Linked DNA regions of Manis pentadactyla: region 2 is linked to region 1. Evidence: chromatin contacts called from public Hi-C data. All regions are on one chromosome and are shown on one strand. The core of a region is the stretch at or near the end of the contact, and the rest is flanking DNA. Distances in the headings are between cores, read along the strand shown. Region 1 holds the start of ELMOD2 (ELMO domain containing 2). Region 2 holds the start of RNF150 (ring finger protein 150).

Region 1 (4,871 bases), core at 598-3,097:
CTGTTTTTGTCCTTTCATGAAATATGTAACAGATTAACAGATTGATGAAGGATGCTGAGTACAAAAATGGATCTACTTCCAGACTCTCTGCCCCATCACTTGAATGAAATTTCAAAAGGCTTACCGAAGTACAGAGACTTTTCTCTAGAAAACAGATTGTAACTATAATTTAAGGAATAACTGATGAATTTCAGGAGCCAGAGAAGATAATTCTTTACACACATATTAAGTTAAATAATAATGAGTTTCTTTCCTATAAAATCATAGTTCCAGAGCTGAAAGAATTCAAAACCAGATTTCAAAGATTATGAAACTGAGTTTTAAATGATTTGATTAGGATATGCAATTAGTGTATCTGTTGCTATGAATATCGAGAAAAAGTCTTTCAGAGTTAAAATCTTTTCCATTTAAAAAATTCAAACATTACCTATCCTGTGTGTCCTTTGTGCACCTACATAAGTATCAAAAATTCGCTGCAATTCACACTTTCCAGTCATCTGTCGTAAGAGCCATTTCATCCAAAATCGAAAAAAGTGCCCATAGAAGAACTCCCACAGAGAAATAAACATTTTTTCCTGGAGAAGGAAATATACGATAGGTTTAACGACCTTAAAATGGATTTTAAAATGAAAAAAATTACTTTATACAACTCAGCAAATGTCAAATTATGTTTTTCCATTGTGTTTATTTTGTAGTATTGTTTAGGGCTCTAAGAAAACAATGACAGGAGTAATACATACTATTTACATTAATTATAATGATGGCTGGTCAAGTGGTAAGTTTATTACTTTTTAAAAATTAACTGCAAAAATCAAAACATTTATTTAGATTGAAGCTCACACGTCCCTATTTTAATTTTTCATTCTTTCAGAATGGGGCTCAACAGTTTAAGAACAAAAGGAACCCAGCTAAGCAACAATTAAACCAAATAAACCATGTATCAGAATTGCTTTTATAAAGAACAAGCTCTTCTTAAGGCCTATGGATAACTTCAGTTACATTTGTCCCACAGTCAGGTGATGCCCGCAAATAAAAACACTACATATGGGTTACAAATTGAAATATACAAGTTAAACACCGAGCAGATCACACCCTGCTTAACGGCTGGTTTCCCCATTCAACAGGTGAAGGGCAGAAATACTATGAGTAATGACTACGCCGTCGATAAAAATGAATATGCCATAAGAAAAATCACCTCCTAAATGAAGAGGGCTGAAGAGAATGCAAGTGAGGAGGAGTTACTTAAACAAAAATGCCCATCTCCTTCCTGCCTTAAACATTCGCACAGATACATCATCTCTGGACTAGGGCCTGAGAGATTGTCAGATTCGAAATCCCCGTAGTCAGTGCAGAATCAGTGCAGAACAGAAAAGGGCCGAACAGTGACTTTAATTTACAATGAATCCATCTAGTCCGCGCTCATCAGGACAAAAGCATAACTACCAAGAGGAGGGAACCCAAGCTTCGGGGCGCCTGAGCTCCTCAGACCTCGGGGAGTGTCTACGCCGAGCCCCGCTTCCGGAGCCCGGCAGAGCGCATCCCGCGCACTGCCCACCAACGGGAGGAGCAGCTCGCACAATGCGGGTCAACCCCTGCGCCCCACGGATTTTCAGAGGAGCACTAGGGCGTTCGCGCAACCCGCGCGCCCTCAGCGCAGCCGCACCGGAACAGCGCGGGGTGAGAGGAAGAGAAACGGCAGCCACCTCACAGGAGCGGAAGAACTAGGAGGAGCTGGAGCTGCCTCGGTTTCTCCAACTGCAAACAGCCGACAACGGAAACGACGCTCCGCGCAGAGTGCTCACTGCACGCACCGCGACCCGGAAGTCAGGGAGCAAAGCCCGGTGAAAGCCCTCCCAGGGACACTGCCCGCCCCCACCCCATCTTAGGCCCCTCCTATTGGCCAGAGCTCCACCAATTACTAACGCTGAAAGGAGGTTGGGCACAATTGCTCCGCCGCGCGTGCTCGGATTCTAGGGATGCCTGAAGGTTTCCTGGCAACGCCTACTTGGAACTACGCCCCGGGCCGAAGATTGGTCTCTCCTAGTGCTGCTCTGGAGCCTGCTCGCCTGAAACCTCTCGTCGACTCGCAAGTTGAAACCGTGCTTTACTCCCCTACTCCGAGCACGAAAGTAGCAGTGTGCTTTTGGTAACTTCCATCGCGTCAAGGTTACAAAAGAGGTTTCACTTACATTTAATCTTAATTCTGTGAAGTAATTTTTAATAGTCCTACTTTATGGATGAGGAAACGCAATTTACACTTAATGTCTTGCCCATGGCATATATGTGAAAGACAGGGAGAGCACATATGATGAGAAAAGAAGTTTGGGCTTTGTCCTGTAATAAACATTAACAGTTTACTCATCAAATATTTATATCTTAAATGGTTTTGTTTCTTGAAATGTAATTCATGCGCATGATTTTTTAGAAAATTCCAACTTCAAACAGTATATTCATTAATTCAGCAAATAATTGTTGATTGCCTGTTATGCCCCAGGCAGTGTTCCAAAAGTGAGTCATACAATAAACAAATATTTAGGATGTCAGGTGGGGCTAAAATAGGTATTAGTGTGTGTGTGTGGTGGAGGAAGTGGGTTGTTACAGTGTATCGGGGGTGTCTCCGTGTTCAGGTGACATTAGAGCAGTGGTCCTGAGTGAACTAAGAGAATGAACCGAAAGAATATCCGGAGGAAGAGTATTTCAGACACTAGAACTGCAAGTGCAAAGGCCTTCAATCAGGAGCAGACTTCGGAAGTTGGAGAAGTAGCAAGAAAGCTAGTGTGGCTGGGGAGAAAGAGCAAGGAGAGAGTAGAATACAAGTACAAAAGACAGAACACTGAAAAATAACTCCCACGCACCCCAGACTCCCGGCCCCCAGCCCTCTTTCTCAAAAGCAACCAGTATTAGTTTCTTGTCTGTATCTGTAGGAATAATCTATGCAAGTGTATATATGTATATTCCCTCCTTCCCCTTGTTAGCACAAAACAGCAATACACACTTTTTCACACCTTAACCAACATTTTTTTTAAGGTGCTAACCGTAAACCACCAGACATGTTAAGGGTGTATAATAAGCCATCATCCCTGACCCATAGAAGCAACCAACAATCAACCTGGTAATGAAATCTGGACATAAACTACAATAATAAAATCATAGAATCTTAGATCTTGAAGAGGACTTTACGGATCATCTCACTGAATATTTCTTTTTGTACATAAAAATGTCGTGGTAGGTAGTACTAGAATCACTATGAAGCTGAAGATGGAGAAGTAAGAAAGAACTATCCAATTACCTGAGTATGTAATTAGAATGGATGTGATGAAGGTCCTTTTCACTACCAGCGTAAAGCCAAGTGTTTTTAAGGGACAGAGAAGTGTGTCGTTCATATAGTTTTAATTGGCCGTGCAAAATGGAAACCCTGAGAATTGTTCAAACCTTCCTTTGTAGTAAATATCAGGCTTTGTCAGATTCTGGAAGGACACAGGAAATCTTATCTTTCATTAGGAAACGGTAGGAGCAGAAGCATTAGTCTCCACTAACATGTTCTATTAATCCTGGGCAGCCCAGGTGAAAAAAGAGAAGGCTCTTGGAAATAACTATTAACTGTCATGATTCTAACAAGGAAGTGTTCTGATTTAAACAAGGGTGTGTTGTGCTAGGCATTGTGAAAACTGTGCGAGAGGTTCAATAAGCTGACAGAATTTTTTTGTGATACACAGCTTCTTGATCTCACTTTGAGAGAAGTCAGAGTTTGCTTGTACATAAAAGGAATGTAAGATATGTTTATGGTCCTTCCCCAAGAAGCTCTCCAACTCACTGCCACAAGTTGGTGAGATGGGCCTTAGACATGATCACCATCAAAATACATTCATTGTATTATTGACATTACAATAACTTACCTCACAGAGGGAGAAACTCTAATGATTTGAGAGCTGTAGTGGCACATATGACCAACTAGCTGACTGGTTAATCAATCCAACTAATATTCAGAGCTTTGGGCAGTGAAATTTCTAAGTGACTTTGGACCACAAAAAGTATTCTATAAAGGTAAATAATAAATTACTCTCCCTCCAGTACGCTGCCTATAAAAAGGAGGCACAAACACCTTGGAGGACAATTTGGAAGCTGTAAAAAATACGTAATTGGCAGTAGCCTGAGTATGATGCTGAAATCCTATGATTTTAACACATTCACAGGTAATTTTAGACGCTTCTGACACCATAATGTATGTAAATTAGAGGCTTTGAATGAAATGGTAATACTGCCACCTTGTGGTGACTGCCGGGATTTTTGGCTAAAAAAATTGGCAACTAGAGAGCTGGTTTGCCAGCAGGCTGTTGGGCTCTCATGAAAACAGTTCCCCATAATATGAGAGTGGCAAATTATATTAAGATCTGAACTATATGATATGGTATGGATCATATCAGAAAGAGGTTATGATAAAGAGAAAGCTGCACAAAATTCTCAAAAAAAATGGAATTCATATCATGAGAGGGGTCTCTGAGGAGTTGTAACACACACAGACAAGCAGTTTAGGATTAATTTGCAGCCCACTTCTAGTGCTGAACAGTCTAAATCTCATGACTCTCTTTCCACCAAAATAAAACAATTTCTTGCTTTATCCATGAGAGGTCCTGTGTAGTAGAACTCCAATATAAAAGTCAGTTCCTATTTGCTTTATGGACAGTAAAACCTAGTCAAATAATGCAATAGTATATTTATGCAATAGGCTGAGTTGAGAGCGACTTGCAAGGAGGATTATAGTGGGTCACAGATAGACCTTGGAGTTGTTCAGGAAGGGGAATAGAACATTACTCTGGGCTAAAGAATGCATTCTACATTACACTGTGCAGAAATAGGCCCACAAAATCCCA
Region 2 (4,871 bases), core at 1,506-4,005, 620 kb before region 1:
TTTTCACCAATATTACTAGTTCAAATTCTGCCATAAGGTAGAGCTGCCCTTCTACCCATTTATTTATTTATTCTATCATTATTCATTTCTATTAGCAAGGTTTTATGAATTCCTGTCTTATCCAGTAGATTGTAATCAGTTACTATCATTATTTATTTTGATGCTCAAATTGTCCCAGATTTGGCCAGTAGGAGCTCCTTCCAACTGGCTCATGTGTCCTTACAGCACGTTCCCCTCATGCTTTGGGCTTAGGAATCTCCCTACAAGTTTCCAGACTAACTCTTTACTTTCCCAGCTCAAGCCCTGATCAGCCCTGGTTCTTTTTAGTGGAGGATGGGTACTTAGCAACCAAGATTTTCCAGCCACTTGATGTGTCCTCTGCCTCTAGCTATGTATATGTGTATGTGAGTGTGTACATATGTATATACATACATCTATGTGTTTTTAATGATTTCACACTCATTTTTAATCTAATCCAACATCTCATGGTTCTTTATAGCTTGCTTTCTTTCCATATCTATAAACTCCCTCTCCAACCCTAAGATATGGCTCCCATCATATTCAGTATTTTACTTATTTAATTATACAGTCTCCCATCCAGGATGCTGCCTCCTTGATCCTGGCATCTCTTCAGCCTCTACCTTTCCCAAGGGAAAGAATGGGTAAGTGGTAGTTATGTATTCTTATTGCTACAGATCACCCAAGTATTGTGACCAGAGGAAAATTAGTAAGAGACAAGAGAGGTTTGGGGAGCCATCTTGGTTTGCTGAGGCATCTGTACAGAACCTAGCTATGGGTTTTAGCCACATGGACTGTTCCCCAGAGCTCCGGTGGCTCAGCAATCAGCAGCCAGGCAGTCTCCACGTTTGTCTCTTGGCTAGGCACTATAAAAAGCACTGTCCCCATTGCCTCGAAGCCCATTTTCTAAAATGAATAAGTTAGGAAAGCACACAAAACTAGCACCTCAAATGCCACAGAGACAAATTCATCTAAGTAGTTCTTGCACAGGCTTCTAATTTGGGCACACCTGGGGCTCACTGCTCTCCCGATAGCCAGCAACCGTTTGTACAGCTGCTGGGAAAGAATTGCTGGTGGACTGTCATGAACGGAAAGCTGCAAACATACTAACGTCCCAGGGAAAGGCAGACTTTCGTTCTCACAGTGCATTGGGTCCCGGGCTCCCTGAAAGAGTGCCAGGTGGCAAGTACAACGTGAGCGATTGACAACCATCCCACAAATTGTTTTAGAGTCTTTATAGGACAGGTATCTCGATCCAGGGAAACTGTTGGAGGAAAGGATCAGTTAAACATTTAATTGGTAAGGAATTGTGCTGTGTCACAGTGTTAAAAGCAGTACTCTAGAGGCACTGTGCTCTCTGGGACTAGTGTGAGCTCTATGCACAACTGGAAAACACACAATAAACAATAACCACCCAAATCAACCACCCTAGTCTGTTGATGCTGTGAGTCTCCTGCCACCAGTCATGACAACCAGAATAAACACAGTGGAAAAACTATTCTCTCTCACCCAGTTTCCTTCCTTTACAGCCTTAGAAAATATCCATTCTAGAAGAAAACAAATGTCACATGTTCACTTACAGATGGGAGAAAAGAAGCCCAATCCTACACTCACCCTAACAGAGTGGTCCCTAATCGTGCAGCCACAGCAACACCCAGGAATTTCCTAGGAAGATATATGCTGGAGCCCTGCCGGAGACATCCAGCAGCAGAAACTCTGTGGCAAGGCCCATCATTCTGAGTTGTAACAACCGCCAGGTGATGCCCGTGCACAGTAAAATTTGATAGTCCTTACCCAAGATGATACTCCAGGCATGCTGTTGGAAGGACCTCGCCACCAAGCTGCCTTACCTTTTGGCCCAAGGCTGGGTAATTAGGGAGCTCACTGCAGTTCCTTCTGCAAATGGGGATATTGTTTACTATAGGCTATATTTAAAGCGTATCTAGTTATTTTGTGATCACAGTCGCTTCCCCTTTTGCCTCCACCTGAAGTCGCAGATCGGGTTTAACCTTAGACCCGGCAGGGGTCGCTGCTGCCCTTAATGAGAGACCGAGGGAGCGTGGCAAACGAAGCCCAGAATCTTTGACATCACACTAAGCTCCTCCTTGCACGCGCACATTATACACACACACACACACAAACATGCAGACACGCACCGCGTAGTCCTCTCGGCCCGCTCGCTTCCACTACCCTCGAGCCGGGCCCTCCCGTGGCAAGTCGTGCGCGGCGCAGGCAGCGGCGAACAGAGGGGCGCGGCGCCCGCAGCCCGAGGGAACCGGCGCGCCTGCCGCCGGACCTGCTCGCCGAGCGCGGGCGTCAAGGGGCCGGGACCCCGACGGCGGCACCCCGGGCTTGGAGCGGCCGTCCCCGCCCCCGCAGGCGCGGCCGCCACCTCTCCAGCTCCTGGGGCCCCGGCCACCCTTATGAGAGTAGGAGAGGCCGGACGAACGAGCAGGACGCTCGGCCGCTGGACTCCTCGCAAGCCCCAAGCACCCGCTCCTCCCGCTCCTCCGGCACCCGGGAAGCGACATGCAGCCGCCGCGCTCCGGGTGAAAGGGGCAGCGGCTGGCGCCACCCGCTTGCTCGCAGAGCAGAGCTCGCGGCGGCTGCGCGACCCGGCCGCGGACCCTCGGGCCCAGGAGTGAGGAGGAGGCGGAGGAGCGGCCGGCCGGGGTTTGGGGTGCTGGGAGCAGGGACGGGGCGGCCGGAGGGCGCGGGGGCGGGAGGGGGCCCCGGCGGATGAAGATGGCAATGTCTCTCATCCGAGCGTGCCGCAGTCTGGCTCTCTCAACATGGCTGCTTTCCTTTTGTTTCGTTCATCTGCTTTGCCTGGACTTCACCGTGGCCGAGAAGGAGGAATGGTACACCGCCTTCGTGAACATCACCTACGCCGAGCCCGCGCCGGACTCCGGGCCCGGGGCGGCGGGCGGCGGCGGCGGCGGCGGCGGCCCCGAGCTGCGCACCGAGAAGACCGAGTGCGGGCGCTACGGGGAGCACTCGCCCAAGCAGGACGCGCGCGGGGAGGTGGCCATGGCCAGCTCGGCGCACGACCGCTTGGCCTGCGACCCCAGCACCAAGTTCGCCGCCCCTGCCCACGGCAAGAACTGGATAGCCCTCATCCCCAAGGGCAACTGCACGTACAGGGACAAGATCCGGAACGCGTTCCTGCAGAACGCCTCCGCCGTGGTCATCTTCAACGTGGGCTCCAGCGCCAACGAGACCGTCACAATGTCCCACGCAGGTAAGCGGCCCTGGCGGGGGAGGGGGGCTCGAGGGGGCGGCAGCGTCCAGGGGGACCCAGCTCCCGGCTCCTTTGTGGGAAGTCGGCTGCGTGGAAGGCGCGTGCCTGTGCTTGGACCTACTAAGTTGTGCTCCGCGTCACTTCGGGAGCCTTACAAGGTAGAGAGGAGCAACCGTTTGGGGGAACCAGAGAGTGTGTTCCGCTCAGCTTAGCGCCGCTTGGACGAGGGTTTACCGAGGTGGGCTCATTTTTCCTAGGCGGATCTGGGAGGTGAAGTTTGGAGGGCAGGTCTCCGTCCGATGCTATTCTCAGTTAGGGAGCCGGCAGATCCGATAACCCTTTTCCGCCCTCGGGTGTGTGCATCAGGTATAGTCCTGATGCAGGCGTCTGTGTGTCAGGAGGTGGGTAGGGTTACTGTTACTGGCAGCTCACCACCGCGAACTTGCTCCTTCAAATCAGGTTTCAGCTCTTCCTGGGAGATTGAGTTCCCTCCTGTTGGGTTGACGCACGTGATAAATAACATTAAAGTCCAGGGCTGTCGGACTTGGCTTGTCATCCTTAGAAGCTGACAGGCAGGCACGAAGGTAAATAATAACAATCCTTAGCAAGCCAGGAAGAGCACAGTGGTCCATAAAGTTGTGCCTACTTTTCAAGTTTTGCATTATCCTTTACCTGACTGGGAGGTTAAATATGACAAAGGTTTTCTTTCTGGTGACAATGAGGCGATTTCAGGGTAGAAAGAATATGTTTTTCTTTATGCTAACAGGTTGCCCGGACTAGAAGTAGGTTACTGCCCCCAAACTCGCTTTTTATTCGTAAGCCTGTCATAGGAACCAAAAAAAAAAGGCCCTTACCAGGCTTGTCAGTATAAGCAGCTAGTTTTAGCAGACTCACCTCCCTGAGTCCAGGGCTTTTCCTGTGCTTGAGAGGTGGGTCCTCCTTGCCCAGAGGGGTTCCTGTGTTGAAGTTGTGACATCCAGAGGGAGGAGGAAGGGATAGAAATGACTGATGCATTTTCTGACTGGAGTCACTTATCAAAAATACTTTCCTTAAAAGCCAGGACAGAACCCTTATGCCACTGAAATGAAACACCAAACTTTGACTACATTGGGGTGGGGGTGCATTCTTTGGGAAAAAGTTTTGATTCTGAGATTTGCTATCACCTGTTAGTGAAATACACAATCGGATTGCCTCTGGTAATCACCAGCTGCTTTAAACAAGGAACTTGTCAGCCTTAAACAGGTGGTGCAGAGAAAGTTCAATGCTTCTACAGATAGGCCAGAAAATTAATTAAATGAAGAGATGAGACAGTTAACATCTTAGAAAAGTTATCATAGAGCATTTAGGAACATTGGATATACTTTCTGGAGTGTAACAGTTTTGTGGGTGCAAAGATTGTACTCTGGCCTTGAGTCATAGGAGCACTACTTAAACTTTATGATAGTCAATGATTTGGAAGACAATGGAAGAGCACTTTAACATATAAAGTATCTTTAAATATATTTAATGTATCAACCTCTATTGGGGTGAGGTTCTTTAAACTCCAAGATTGTTAGCTGACTTTACAGGATTTTAAAAATTTATTTGTGCACATGCATAAAATTCTAAACTT

The links. Hi-C and Micro-C count contacts between places; a contact is called where the count stands out from the background.
Region 2: a contact with region 1 is called in a Hi-C map of fibroblasts, with 10 times the contacts expected there. The contact joins the promoter of RNF150 here to the promoter of ELMOD2 in region 1. A contact is called at or near these places in 2 of 3 Hi-C or Micro-C datasets (fibroblasts and skin fibroblasts).

Annotation. Positions count from the first base shown.
Region 1 is chr5:123,993,481-123,998,351 of mManPen7.hap1, reverse strand. ELMOD2 (ELMO domain containing 2) reads right to left here and starts at 1,847. Exons shown (of 9, transcript XM_036930910.2): 1 at 1,704-1,847; 2 at 428-575. The coding sequence starts at 569. MGAT4D (MGAT4 family member D) reads left to right here and starts at 1,977. Exons shown (of 12, transcript XM_057503274.1): 1 at 1,977-2,146; 2 at 4,072-4,193. The coding sequence starts at 1,977.
Region 2 is chr5:124,611,567-124,616,437 of mManPen7.hap1, reverse strand. It overlaps RNF150 (ring finger protein 150), which reads left to right and starts at 2,755. Exons shown (of 7, transcript XM_036931488.2): 1 at 2,755-3,259. The coding sequence starts at 2,758.